2 separate regions of the Mus musculus genome follow, and region 2 is linked to region 1. The links are chromatin contacts, called in public promoter capture Hi-C maps. All regions are on one chromosome and are shown on one strand. Each heading gives the region's core, a stretch centred on a gene start, on an enhancer-like site or on the middle of the called end of the contact. The rest is flanking DNA. Distances are from core to core; before and after follow the strand shown.

Region 1 (5,881 bases), core at 2,060-4,559:
TGGCTCCCTGTCTTAGAGTGGGATCAGAATCCCTAGGTGCCCACCAGAACTTCGGCATGCCAGCTCCTGCCCACCTTGCTGCCATTATTTTACCAGTCATGTCTTAGGCTTCACCCACACGAGCCTCCTTATTTTTCCTAGCACTTGTTAGATAGGATCCTTCTGTGGAGCAGTTCTTTCCCAGATATTCACATCTTAAACTCTTTACATAGCTCTCTGCCTCCTGGGGTGGAGATAGGGCTTGTTTCATTCATGTAAACTGTGTGAGGGTGCTGAGTCCTCTGTGGTGATAAACCGTAGTAGAACCTTTAAGCCCTTTCAGCGAGAGGCTGCTAGGGCTGAGGAGAGAATTCAGTCAGAAAAGTGCCTGCCTTGCCATCATGAGGACCCAAGATCAGCTCTCATTACCTAGTGTACAGATGTCAGGCATGGCAGTGCTCACTTGGGGAGGAGGAGGCAGGACATCCCTGTAGCTGGCTGCTCAGCCTGACTAACTGAGCTCCAGGCCTGTCAGAGACTCAAGAAGGTGGATGCTCTTCCTAAGCAAATAGTACCTGAAGTGTTCTCTGGCCTCCACATGTACACACGTGCATCCACATGCATTTCAATACATGCATGCACACCACACATGCAAAACAAAGAGGCACTGGCATCCACAGTGGTCATTAGCGGCCCCTCCTACACCATGCCTTCCCATCTCTATATGTGATCTCTCCCACAAATTCTGTGCTAACGGGTGCCACCTGAACCAATGTCCACATCGTGCTCAAGCCAGTCCCACCACCACGTTCTAGAATAATGAGCGAAGTAAGCCGCAGGTAACTGTGGAGTTACTCGGCCTCAGGCGGCTGTTACAGTAAGAGAAGTACTAATGCGCTGCCTCCTGTTGAAGCCCGGGCTGTCCTTGAGACTCGCAGGAGACTGGCCATCGAGAGACACAGCCTAATTCCCAGGTGCGCTTCTATCCTCCTTCATCGGGAGTCTGTGTTCCTTGAGAGCATGAGTGCCTGCCGTCACCGCAGTCGGATGTCTGTGACTGGTCATGTTGAATGGATGATGGAATACTGGGAACAGGCAGCCTTTCTGTGCTCCGTGTCACAGTCATCCTTTCTGCGGCTGGAAGACTCTCACAACGGAAGGGACAACGGCTTTACTGAGCTCAGTTCCAGGTCACAGTCCATCATTTTGGGTTACTCATAGCCACATTCACGGTCAAAAGCAGAGAAAGATAGGGGACCAGATGTGGTGACCCAGAGTTAATCACAGCCAAGGCCAGCCTGGACTACATACCCAGCTCCAGGCCAGCTAAGGTGCCATAGCGAGACCCTGACTTTAAAGAAAAGGCAGAGTGAGTGAATGCATGTGTGTTTACCCACAGCCTCCTCCTCTTCCACACAGTCCAGGACTCAGAGCCAGGACAGAACAGAGCCCACCTGAAGGTGCGTCTCGCCACCTAACGTAACCCAATTAAGAGACAGGTGGACTGTATCACACATTCCCTCATTGAGTCTCTTCCCAGCGGTTCTCAACCTTCCTAGTGCTGTGTCTTTTTAATACCCTCATGTCGTGACTCCCCAAAATAAAACTATTTTCATTGCTGTTTCATAGCTGCAATTCTGCTCCTGTTATGAATTATAATGCAAATGGTCTTATGTGACCCGCAGATTGAGAATGTTCTAACATGTTCACCTGACAATTACACTACCGGAGGCACAGCGGGATGCTCTCCGTGTTTATGGAGAAAATGGACAGTTTTGCACGATTTGATGAGGCTATTGGGTAGAAATACAAATCTCATCCTTTAAAAATCAGAATAAAGAGCTGGAGAGATGGCTCAGCGGTTAAGAGCACCGATTGCTCTTCCAGAGGTCCTGAGTTCAGTTCCCAGCAACCATATCATATGGTGGCTCACAACCATCTGTAATGAGATCCGATTCCCTCTTCTAGTGTGTCTGAAGGTAGCTACAGTGTACTCATAAAATGAATAAATTAATAAATCTTTTAAAAAGTGGGCCTAGTGAGGAGCTACCCTCAGAAGGGTAATTAGCTCTCATGGGTCTCCAAATAGTTTTTTTTTTTTAATCAGAATAAAGATACAATTATAAGTGCACGGTGAGGAAAAGACTCCTCGAGCCTTGCAGTAGACATGGAGAGCGCTGGGAGGGGCTTCCGGGAGAGGAGCGGTTCAAACGGAGGGGTCCTGTAGGGAGCTTGTATGGGGCTGTGGACATTCCCATGAACGGAACAGGTGAAGGCACCGAATCGTGGAAGGGACGAGCCGGCCTCCAGACCTCCTATTGACATTTACCTCCTGGTGATAGTGAGGGCTGGGATGGCAAACCACTATATTCAAGAGCAATAACATCACCTGAGCTTTGGTCTGTCTGCTGATGGAATCAGAAGTGGTTTCCTTTGTCCCTGGGTCACCTACCTCGGTGCCTCTCATTTTTCTTTTCTTTGGGGATTTCCGAGAGATGGCCTATTGAAGCCCGGGCTGTCCTCAGACTCTCTATAGTGAAGACTAGCTTTGGAACTCTGCTCGTGCCGTCCCCTCCTAAGTGCTGGGGCCCCCCTCTCTGTCCCCCGCCCCCCACCCCGCACTGGCTAACTTGTTTCACTAATGCTGTTTTTGTTGTGTGGCTCTGGGAGGTGACCCCGGGGCCTTGTTTTGTGACACAAACATGCTCCTCATAGAGCTATGGCTCCTCGGTTTGGTTGGTTGCTGTTGATGGAGTGAAGCGGGGCCTCTCTTTATCCAAAGAGGCCTCAGCTGGGCTTGCCTCTCACACTCCAGTGTAGTTTTCCTGGCAGGCTTGTGCCTAACACTCACGTCGTGCTTTTAGATGATGTGAGAGCGCAGATTTGTATTGCCTTCAGCTAAGGAAAGGTGAGCCGTTGAGTTAAGAGCAGGCTCTTATCCCGTTCCCTTGAGCGTCTTTTCCAGTCACCTCTCCTCGAGGTTAAAGAGGAGCGGCAGACAGACTCAGCGTTTTCACACTGTCGCCCCATTCCTTCCGAAGGAAAGGGGAAGCTGGCCAGAAGTCAGGGAGTTTTATGGGCTACTAGGGCAGGTAGAGAATCTGAGGGAAGCGGGCCGGCAGGTTGCCAGGAGGCAGCCTGCGGTGGCAGCCAGCGCCCCTCTTCTTTCTGGGTGACTCTCCACCCTCTGCTGCGCGGCGGTGGGGGTGGGGACTGGCCTGGTCCGGGAACAGCTGCAGCGGGCGCTGGGCCCGTCTGGAATGCGGGAGCCGCTGCACCAGGACTTTTATGGAAACTTGCTGCTGGCGCGCGGCGGCCAGCGGGCTCGGGCGGCGGGAGCGGCGGGGGCAGCGCGCAGAGCCCGACACGCAGCGCGGAGCGGGAGGAGCGGCGCCCGGGCGGCGGCAGGCGGGTAGGAGGGCTGGGCTGGGCTGGGCTGGGCGGACGCGGCGGGGCTCCGGGCCCTCCTGGTGGCCTGCGCTCGGCCAGACCATCCTGGGCTGCGGGGGTTGGGGGTCCCTCGCCGGGCCGGGCGCTTCTGCTCCACCTGCATCTGGGCGGCTGAGTTTGGGGGAGAGTGTTTCCATGAGCCGAATGTGTGTACGCTCTCCGCCGGGGACCCCTAGGGTCCGAGCGGGCGAGTTCACTGTGGCACCCAACACGTGCCCACTGCGGACTCCGCCAGCTGTGGCTGAGATTTTAAAGAAATTGCGGATGGGTCCGTGGAAGCGGGGAAATTAAGGATTTATTAGGCTGCCATGCCCGGCCTCCAAATTGTTCCCCAGTGCCAAGACAGGGATACACTTGGAGGTTGAGCAGCTAGCTCTAAAAGTCAGAGTAAAGGCATCATATGTGAGATGTTCAAGAGTAATATATACATATATGTTTATATACACATATACATAACACATACATACAGGTCTCTCTCTTTGTGTGTGTGTCTGAATGAAGAAGGAGCAAATTGAGAGATTAGGTGATTGCTCAGTGGCTTGAGATAAGCGTTTTATTTTTAAGGCCACAATGTGGACAAGGAGTTGAGCATAGATAACGTGGTAAAAATAGCACATGGCATGCCCTCACAAAGTGACTACCCTTGGAAAAAGACAGACAGGCAGAGAAAAGAAGCCCCACGAAGAAATCACCTTTCTGACCGGGGCGTCATTCATCAACCAACTTTTGTATAGGAGCCGCGCGGCCCATTGCACGAGTCTCAGAAGTATGTTCCCGGTATTGTGAAACGAAGTTTTTAGACTGTCTTGGTCACACGATAGTGTGTGAACTACATAAAATTTCCCCCAATATTATTCATTTATATGTTGAACTGCCACTGTAAGAAAATCCAAATTGCATGTTTTTGTTTTTTTGTTTTGTTTGTTTTGCGTTTGGGTGTGTTTGTATGGGGAAAGTGCATAATTAACTGAAGGAAAGTCTTTTGTTTGTGCGTGGGGGCGGAGGTGGTAATATAAACAGATTTCATGCTGTGTAGTTGGTGCCTGCTAGGCAAGCTCTCTTGCTTCTAAGTTCTTTCCTTATCTATTTTACTAGGTTTTCCAGGCGAGCCTTGAACTCGGTAGTGCCGGCAGGCAGGACTGTGACCGTCCCAGCCTCCAGCGCAGTTGGAATTACAGGCCAGCACCCTGAGGCCCAGCTCAGCACTGTCCTTTGCCTGGTGCTTCTGAGGGCTCGTTTAAGGAAAGCCGTGTACAATTTTGTATTTTACCTGCAGCATTTGACTTGGAGAGCACAATGCAAAAGTGCGACACAATTATTTTAAATCTACTTTTCCTTCTTGCAGCTTTTGATGCAATTCAGTTTTAATAGATTTCCAGCTTACCTTAAAATGGAATCTGTGCTATTTTAGAAATTTTTGACATGTAAGGCTGATCATTGTCAAAATGTATGTCATTGTGAGAAGACTATATTTAGCATCAGGCAAGGAATGTACTATCTGGGTTTTGGAGAGGACTTTGCCCTGAAATCTCACTTGAAGCTTTAGATTGGGGCTTCATTTGTGAAAAGCATGGCAACTATGTGTGTACATTGTAGAGAGTAACTACATGCAGAGAGAGTTTGAGGCCAGCCTGGTCTACATAGCTCGTTTCAGGATAGCCAGTGTATATAATAGAGACATAATAGATTTAGTTTGCTTAGAAAGCAAGTGCCTGAACTGACGGGCTCCATTTGTGGGGAGAAAGCTCTATTATCTTGAAAACCCCAAAAGAATAAAAAGTATTTAAAAACTCTATCAGTTATGCATGCCTATGAGAATACAGTCAATGGCTGTCAAACCGTGGGCACGTGGGACCAAAGCCTGAGTGTATAGAAGTCTCTGGGTGTCTTCATTGTGGAGCCAGAGCATCTTGGTTTCCTGTATCAGTCAGAGGAAAATGACTTCACCCACTAACAATCGCATGTTTCTCTTCTTACTTGACCAATCTGGTCCACATCACTTGTATACTTTCTGTCCTGGTCTTTCTCCTGTTTTTATAATTACATTTGAAGTTGTTACTTTTTTTTCTTCTTTTTTCTTTGTTTTTTTCAAGACAGGGTTTCTCTGTATAGCCCTGGCTGTCCTGAAATTCATTTTGTAGACCAGGCTGGCCTCGAACTCAGAAATCAAGCCTGCCTCTGCCTCCCAAATACTGGGATTAAAGGCATGTGCCACCACCATCCGGCATTACTTTTTAAGATATTCACTGTGTAGTGAGGCTTATTTTGTGGTAGTGTATTTTTTTTGTGTGTGTGTACATTTTGACTCCATGTATGTGTGTGCACTGTGTGCCTACAGTGTCCACACAGGCCAGGAGAAGGAGTCAAAACCCCTGGAACTGATCCTCTACAAAAGTCGTAAGTGCTCTTGACTGCTTTAGCCCTTCAGTATACATTTTGGTAATGGTGTTAT
Region 2 (5,881 bases), core at 1,776-4,275, 1.7 Mb before region 1:
AGGACTGGTGGAGGAGCGCACCTTTGACCCCAGCACTTGAGACCGAGGCAGGTGGATCTCTTGAGTTCGAGGGCAGGCTGATCTACAGAGCTAGTTCCTGGCCAGCCAGGACTAACTGGTTCTGATGGATAAAGTAGGTATAACAAGTGCAATAGGATATCATGAAGATTACTGAGTTGATGAAAGCAGGTTGCCAACAAATAATAATATGGTAGACGCCTTTCCTTCTGACTTTGGACTCATCTGTCTAAAGTCGGAAGGAATTATCTCCAGTCTTTGAAGTGAAGAGATCTGGAAAACCCCAGCAGCTCCGAGCCCCAGGCTCCTTGACTGCTGCTGTCATCACCACGAGCCTCGAGGAGCCACCTCCTCTCTGCCTGGTCTCCTGCTTTTGTCTTCCTGGTTCTTTGTTTGTTTGTTTGTTTGTTGTACTTAGTAGTGAAACCATAGAAACCAGTGTGCCAGTCCCCTTAAAGGAAGACTGCTTGGTGTGTCATCAGGCTGTGTGGATGACTGACGGAAGTACACAGCTTTCAGCCATTCCTTAGTCTCCGTGTCTTAACCATGAGACTTGATCTGTCTTTTACACTTTGCCTCTCGGCCCCATACAAATGAGAACTGTAGATATATATTTTTTTCTTTTTTTAAAGACAGGATCTTACTGTGTATCCCTATCTGGCCTGGAACTCACCATGTAGAACAGGCTGGCCTTGAACCTACAAAGATCCTCCTGCCTTTGTGGTCTGAGTGCTGGGTATAAGGGTGTATGCTGCCTCACCTGGCTTGTTCTTCTAAGCGTTGGCTCTTACTCTGATTGCCTGAAATACCCAGTGCCACCTTTAACCCTCCCTGCCCTGCCGTGTGTGGAGGGTGGAATGGAGGGCCTCCCTCACAGAGGCTAGACAGGAAAGTGCTCCCTCCACCTGTGAGCTACTTTCCAGCCTCGTTTATTATATCAGTGCAGCCACATTGAAACACCAGGTAGTACAGCTCCAAAAATGCAGTTATCCATCCACACTTACCCCAGGGGTCCAGGCAGCGGAGTCGTCTCATTCATTTTACAATAACTAGTTTTATTTCGTGTAGACCCATTGTTTTAATACTGCCTGTTGCTAATACAGAGGGTTCAATGTGTCTGTTAATATTTTGGGGAGACTTCTCATTGCTTTTACCATTTTATTTGTGGGAACTTATATCCTTAACCTTATTGGGGGCTTAAAAGAAGAGTGAAATTTAAATCATGGTGTTGACGTTCTTCCGTAAGTCCCTGAAACAAGCTTTATTGCTGTATGCTGCCCGAGTGCGTACGTCTTGTGTCTTTAGACTGCTGCCTGAGGTCAGAAGCTTACCTCTTGATAGATAGAAACCTCTGCAGAACAGCTTCATGGGCCTTGTCTCTTCAACTCAGTGTTGATGAACTCTTTTTGATGTTCTCAAAATAATGTTCCCTTAGAGTTGACGGAACAGCAGAAAGAGTTTCAAGCAACTGCCCGCAAGTTTGCCAGAGAGGAGATTATCCCCGTCGCCCCGGAATATGACAAAAGCGGGGAGGTGGGTATCGGGTTGCCGGGGAAGTGGGGAAGTCGTGTATGGCCAGGAGATTGGGTGGCCAGCCTGCCTAGGCTCAGGTGTGCTGTACCTGTTCTCCTTTCAGTACCCGTTCCCTCTCATCAAAAGAGCCTGGGAACTCGGCTTGATCAACGCGCACATTCCGGAAAGTTGCGGTAAGCCTCCTACACGTTTGCTCCGAAAATTACAAAAATGAAAACGCCCATTTCTCTAAAGTGTTGTTGCCATTCAGAGGCTTTCTGCCTTTGTTTCCCTATTGGCAACATAGAACTTGCCTGCTCGGAGGAGCCTGGTCCTCACTCAGCACAGAGCACAGGCATCTCCCTGTCTAGATGGTTTCGAGTTTATTGAGTTGTTCTTCATATTATAACGTGCTACGTACACTCTGACGCTGTAGGTGGCCTTGGCCTGGGAACGTTCGATGCTTGTTTAATTACCGAAGAGTTGGCGTATGGGTGTACAGGGGTGCAAACTGCTATTGAAGCAAATTCTTTGGGGGTAAGTCACTAAGACAATCACTTATCATGGGGCTGGTGGAATGGCTCAGTGGGTAAAGGCGCCCCCATGGTCTGAGTTCCACCTCTGGGGCCCGTGTGATGGAAGGAGACTACGGACTCCCCCAAGGTGTCATCTGGCCTCCAGAAGAGAGCTGTAACTCGTGCACACATACATAGACATACATGTGTGCATATGTACAAAATAAGTAAAATTACCATTTGAGAAATGCTAATCGCTTACCTGGGCTGTTAATGAGACACCGACCGTGAAGCTGGGTTAATCTCTGTAAGAACTATAAGGAAGACTGGCTTGCCGGCCTGGAGCTGTGATTCTATAGCTTGATCACTGTGGTTCACTTGTCTCCCATACTGGCCGTTCTGGGTGTCCTTGTGAGGAAACTGTACTCTTTGGCGGCAGCTCGGAAGCCATCCCCTCGGCCTGCTGCTCAGTTACTACGCTGAAATGAACTGAGCAGTATCTAGGAGGCCTGCTCGTCGTGCAGACCGTGTCACATATCCTAAATTTAATCTGTGATCTCCTTACTGTCAACCACGCTTGTGTGTCACTAAGCAGCCCCACCCACCTATAACTCAAGGAGAAGCTCATGTTAGTCTGTGTTCTTCTCGCTCGTTTCGTTCAGAGCAAATGCCAGTTCATAAGTTTACTTCTTTATGGGAGGCAGGTAGTTCTTATTCGTGGAACTGTGGTTTTCTGAATCTACGTAACTAATTTAAATATCTCGACGTCTTAATGTTAATCTCCCTTGGTAGCAAATGCCTGTGATTCTTGCTGGAAATGATCAACAAAAAAAGAAGTATTTGGGGAGGATGACGGAGCAGCCAATGATGTGTGTGAGTATGTTCGTCCATATTTCCCTGTAAACGGGCCAGGAGCGCTGGCTCTGCCATTCAGTCTGCATGTGTTTATTGGACCTCGTGCCCTGAGGACAGAAGTCCGGCAGACACAGGCGTACCTGGACTGTCCAGCCGGTGTCTTAGCAATCCCTGCTCATTTCCACAAGGGAGAGTCCACTTGTTTCTGGATTCCAAGATGGTGTTGAGCTATCCTGTTGCTGGCTTTCAGGAAGTGATATCTGCTGAACCGTCCTTCTGCAGCTCCAGATGGGAGCGGTTGTCTGGGTGTTTGCAGCCCCGGCTATCCTTCGACTCAAACTGCTTCATTTGTCATTTAAAATGTTTCTCTGGCTAGGCAGGGTGGTGCACCGATTTAATCCCAGCACTTGGGAGCCTGGGGGGGGGGGGGTCTGTCTTCACATCTCTGTGCTGTGACTCTCTGTCTTTAGGGTCTCATGTATCTGACTAGCTTTGAACTCACGGGGTAGCCAAGGTAACCTTGAGCTCTTATTCCTCGTGCTCCCACCTTTCTATTGCTGGGATCACAGATGTGTGCTACCACGCATGACTCAGTTTATGGAATGTCCAGTTACGTTAGGTGATGCCTGGGACTGAATCAGGCCCTTGTGCATGCTAGGCTGTGCCCCCAACCCTATCCTGCGTTTCATCCTCATCACATGCAGAGAACACTCCTGCAGACAATACATGGCTACAGAATATCCTTCATTTTTGAGGTCTGACTTACACATCATCTCGTAGAAACTGGCTTCTCAAATCCTGGTGTTTAGCACCCACACTTCATATGGTTACCCTGTACCCGGTGAAAATCTCAAGGTGGACTTCCTTTCAGCTCTGGTTTTCCATCTGGCTACTACATAATGGGTATTCAATGAACATTCAAATACATCAACATAGCAAGCTCAATTTAATGAATTTGTTTATTCAATTCCTAATATTTTCTGTAGTTTATTGGTATGCTGTGTCTAGTTTTGAATTAAGTTAAAATGTTTTAAAAGAGTACATTTTTTTACATTTCAGCAGTTTATTTGGTTTTCTAAGAACATTGTAATTCTAGATATTCATTTATCATTACTGCCTTCAAAGACAAAATGCCGGGCTGGAGCATAGCTCACTGGTAGAACCCTAGTTAGCATACCTAAGAATCTGGGTTCTATCCTGGAACCTCAAAACAAACAAGCAAAATAACACTATTGCCAGATATTCACAATTTAATAATTAACATTTAATTTTTTTCTTGTGTCTGGATATCCAAGGCTTACTGTGTGACAGAGCCCTCCGCAGGCTCTGATGTGGCGGCCATTAAGACCAAAGCAGAGAAGAAGGGTGACGAGTATGTTATCAACGGCCAGAAGATGTGGATAACCAACGGGGGAAAGGCCAACTGGTAGGCCTCTTCATTACTGTACCTTCCACGTCTCCCTTTCTTCTTTTATTATTAAGCCTTCTCAGTTAAAACAACCTATAGTTTTAAAACTGGGAGGTCCATAGGAGATTATAAATAACTCGGTGACTCATGAACTATTTTAAGCCCTTGAGCTATTTCTTCGAGATTAATTTAAGAAGTCTAAAGTGTAAAGCGCAGTAAAAATAGCTAATCTCACTGACTCTGTCAGGCGGGCTCAGTCCCAGTGCACAGTCTGCTAACCCTCGCTTGAAGGAAAGCAGAACGCTTCAGTAGGGTGGTTCTCAGCAGGCTTGTGGTTCTAGGGAATGAACCTGGAGCTCTGTATACCAGGGAGCACTGTGCTGTGACGCCCATCCCCTGAAGAGGCGTTCTTACTGGACTGTGGGGCTGCCATGCAACTCAGGGGCTACAGTGCTTCAGAGCACGCACAGACCCCCAGCACCATATAAACATTTTTAAAAAGCAGACCTTCCGTGGTGATGATATCCACCTCTACTTCCAGTACTTGGAGCAAAAGTGAAGGATCAGGAAGTTCAAGGTCATTTTCAGCTACATAGCAAGTTCAAGCCAGCCTGGGCTACGTGAGGCCATCTCAAAAAAGGAGACAAAAACATCAGCCTATACCAAAAGAGGGTAGTATTTGAGTATTTGATGTTAATAAAATCTAAAACTTCCAAATGTGTAGATCTAAACAATAATGTAATGTTCCATTAAACATCAAACATACAGACTTTTAAGAAAACTATTTGACCATTTGTTAAAAAAAGAAAGTTTAACAAACAACTGTAAGTTTGGTGGGAAATCACTGTGGGGTGGAGATGCACCTCAGTGGTGATTTCAGGCTGAGAGCCCACAAGTACAGGGCTGGCCAAGATGAGCGCAGTCAAGGCGAGGATAGTCCAGGAGCTGCTACTGATCTGTTACAGGACAAGCCTTTGGAACATGCCTAGGTACATTTTGTCTGCATCAATTTTGAATAAAGTTGGAACTTATTTTTGAAATAATGTTTCGTGGAAAGAAGAGCAGAGCTGGGTGTGGTGGCACATGCCTCGATCCCCAGAGCTTGGGAAACAGGTAGGGATATCTAAGCTTAAATGTCAGTATAGGCTACGCTGAGACACCCAAAGGTAGATAAATGATAGATTGTCAGACAGACACAGACTGATAGATAACAGGTGGATTGATGGACAGACAGATAATATATGAAAGAAAGACAGACAGACAGACCCTCTTGACTTTTGACTAAGATTAAATGGAACAGGCTTGCATGGTTATTTCAGGAAGGCAGCTTAGAATTAATGAATGAAAGTTAGAAAAATGTAAATAAACCCCAGCTCATTCTAAGGACAGTCTTCCCAATAATAGGGCCCATATGTGTTGTCGTGGAAAAATAGCATTTTTAACTCATTAATATAAAAGTACATGACAAAGACTTCTTAGGAGTGGTCTGTGGGATGTCGTCGTTACTGCTGCATGGCTGTGAGGAGACGCCACGACCCAGGTGGCTCTTAGGAAAGAAAGCAGTTAAATGGAG

What was found. Promoter capture Hi-C pulls out the DNA fragments that hold promoters and counts their contacts.
Region 2: a promoter capture Hi-C map of liver shows a contact between it and region 1, with 4 times the contacts expected there. The contact joins the enhancer-like site here to the promoter of Nexn in region 1. A contact is called at or near these places in 5 of 39 promoter capture datasets (cranial neural crest, hippocampal neurons, liver and 1 more), 1 of 115 datasets of contacts at active chromatin or transcription factors (cardiomyocytes) and 1 of 9 other capture datasets (liver).

The regions. Positions count from the first base shown.
Region 1 is chr3:152,263,223-152,269,103 of GRCm38.p6, reverse strand. Nexn (nexilin) reads left to right here and starts at 3,309. Exons shown (of 14, transcript NM_001357206.1): 1 at 3,309-3,391. It overlaps Gm31999 (a long non-coding RNA gene), which reads right to left and starts at 2,584. Exons shown (of 2, transcript XR_376257.1): 1 at 2,432-2,584; 2 at 2,066-2,343.
Region 2 is chr3:153,934,740-153,940,620 of GRCm38.p6, reverse strand. It overlaps Acadm (acyl-Coenzyme A dehydrogenase, medium chain), which reads left to right. Exons shown (of 12, transcript NM_007382.5): 3 at 1,454-1,551; 4 at 1,655-1,724; 5 at 1,967-2,067; 6 at 2,838-2,918; 7 at 4,196-4,326. Among named protein-coding and RNA genes, the nearest start is that of Acadm, 7.0 kb to the left of the region's middle. Within about 2 kb of position 3,025, at least 27 of the 459 cell types and tissues checked have an H3K27ac peak or open chromatin away from gene starts, as enhancers often do. A contact at or near this core is called in cardiomyocytes and liver, where this site is marked.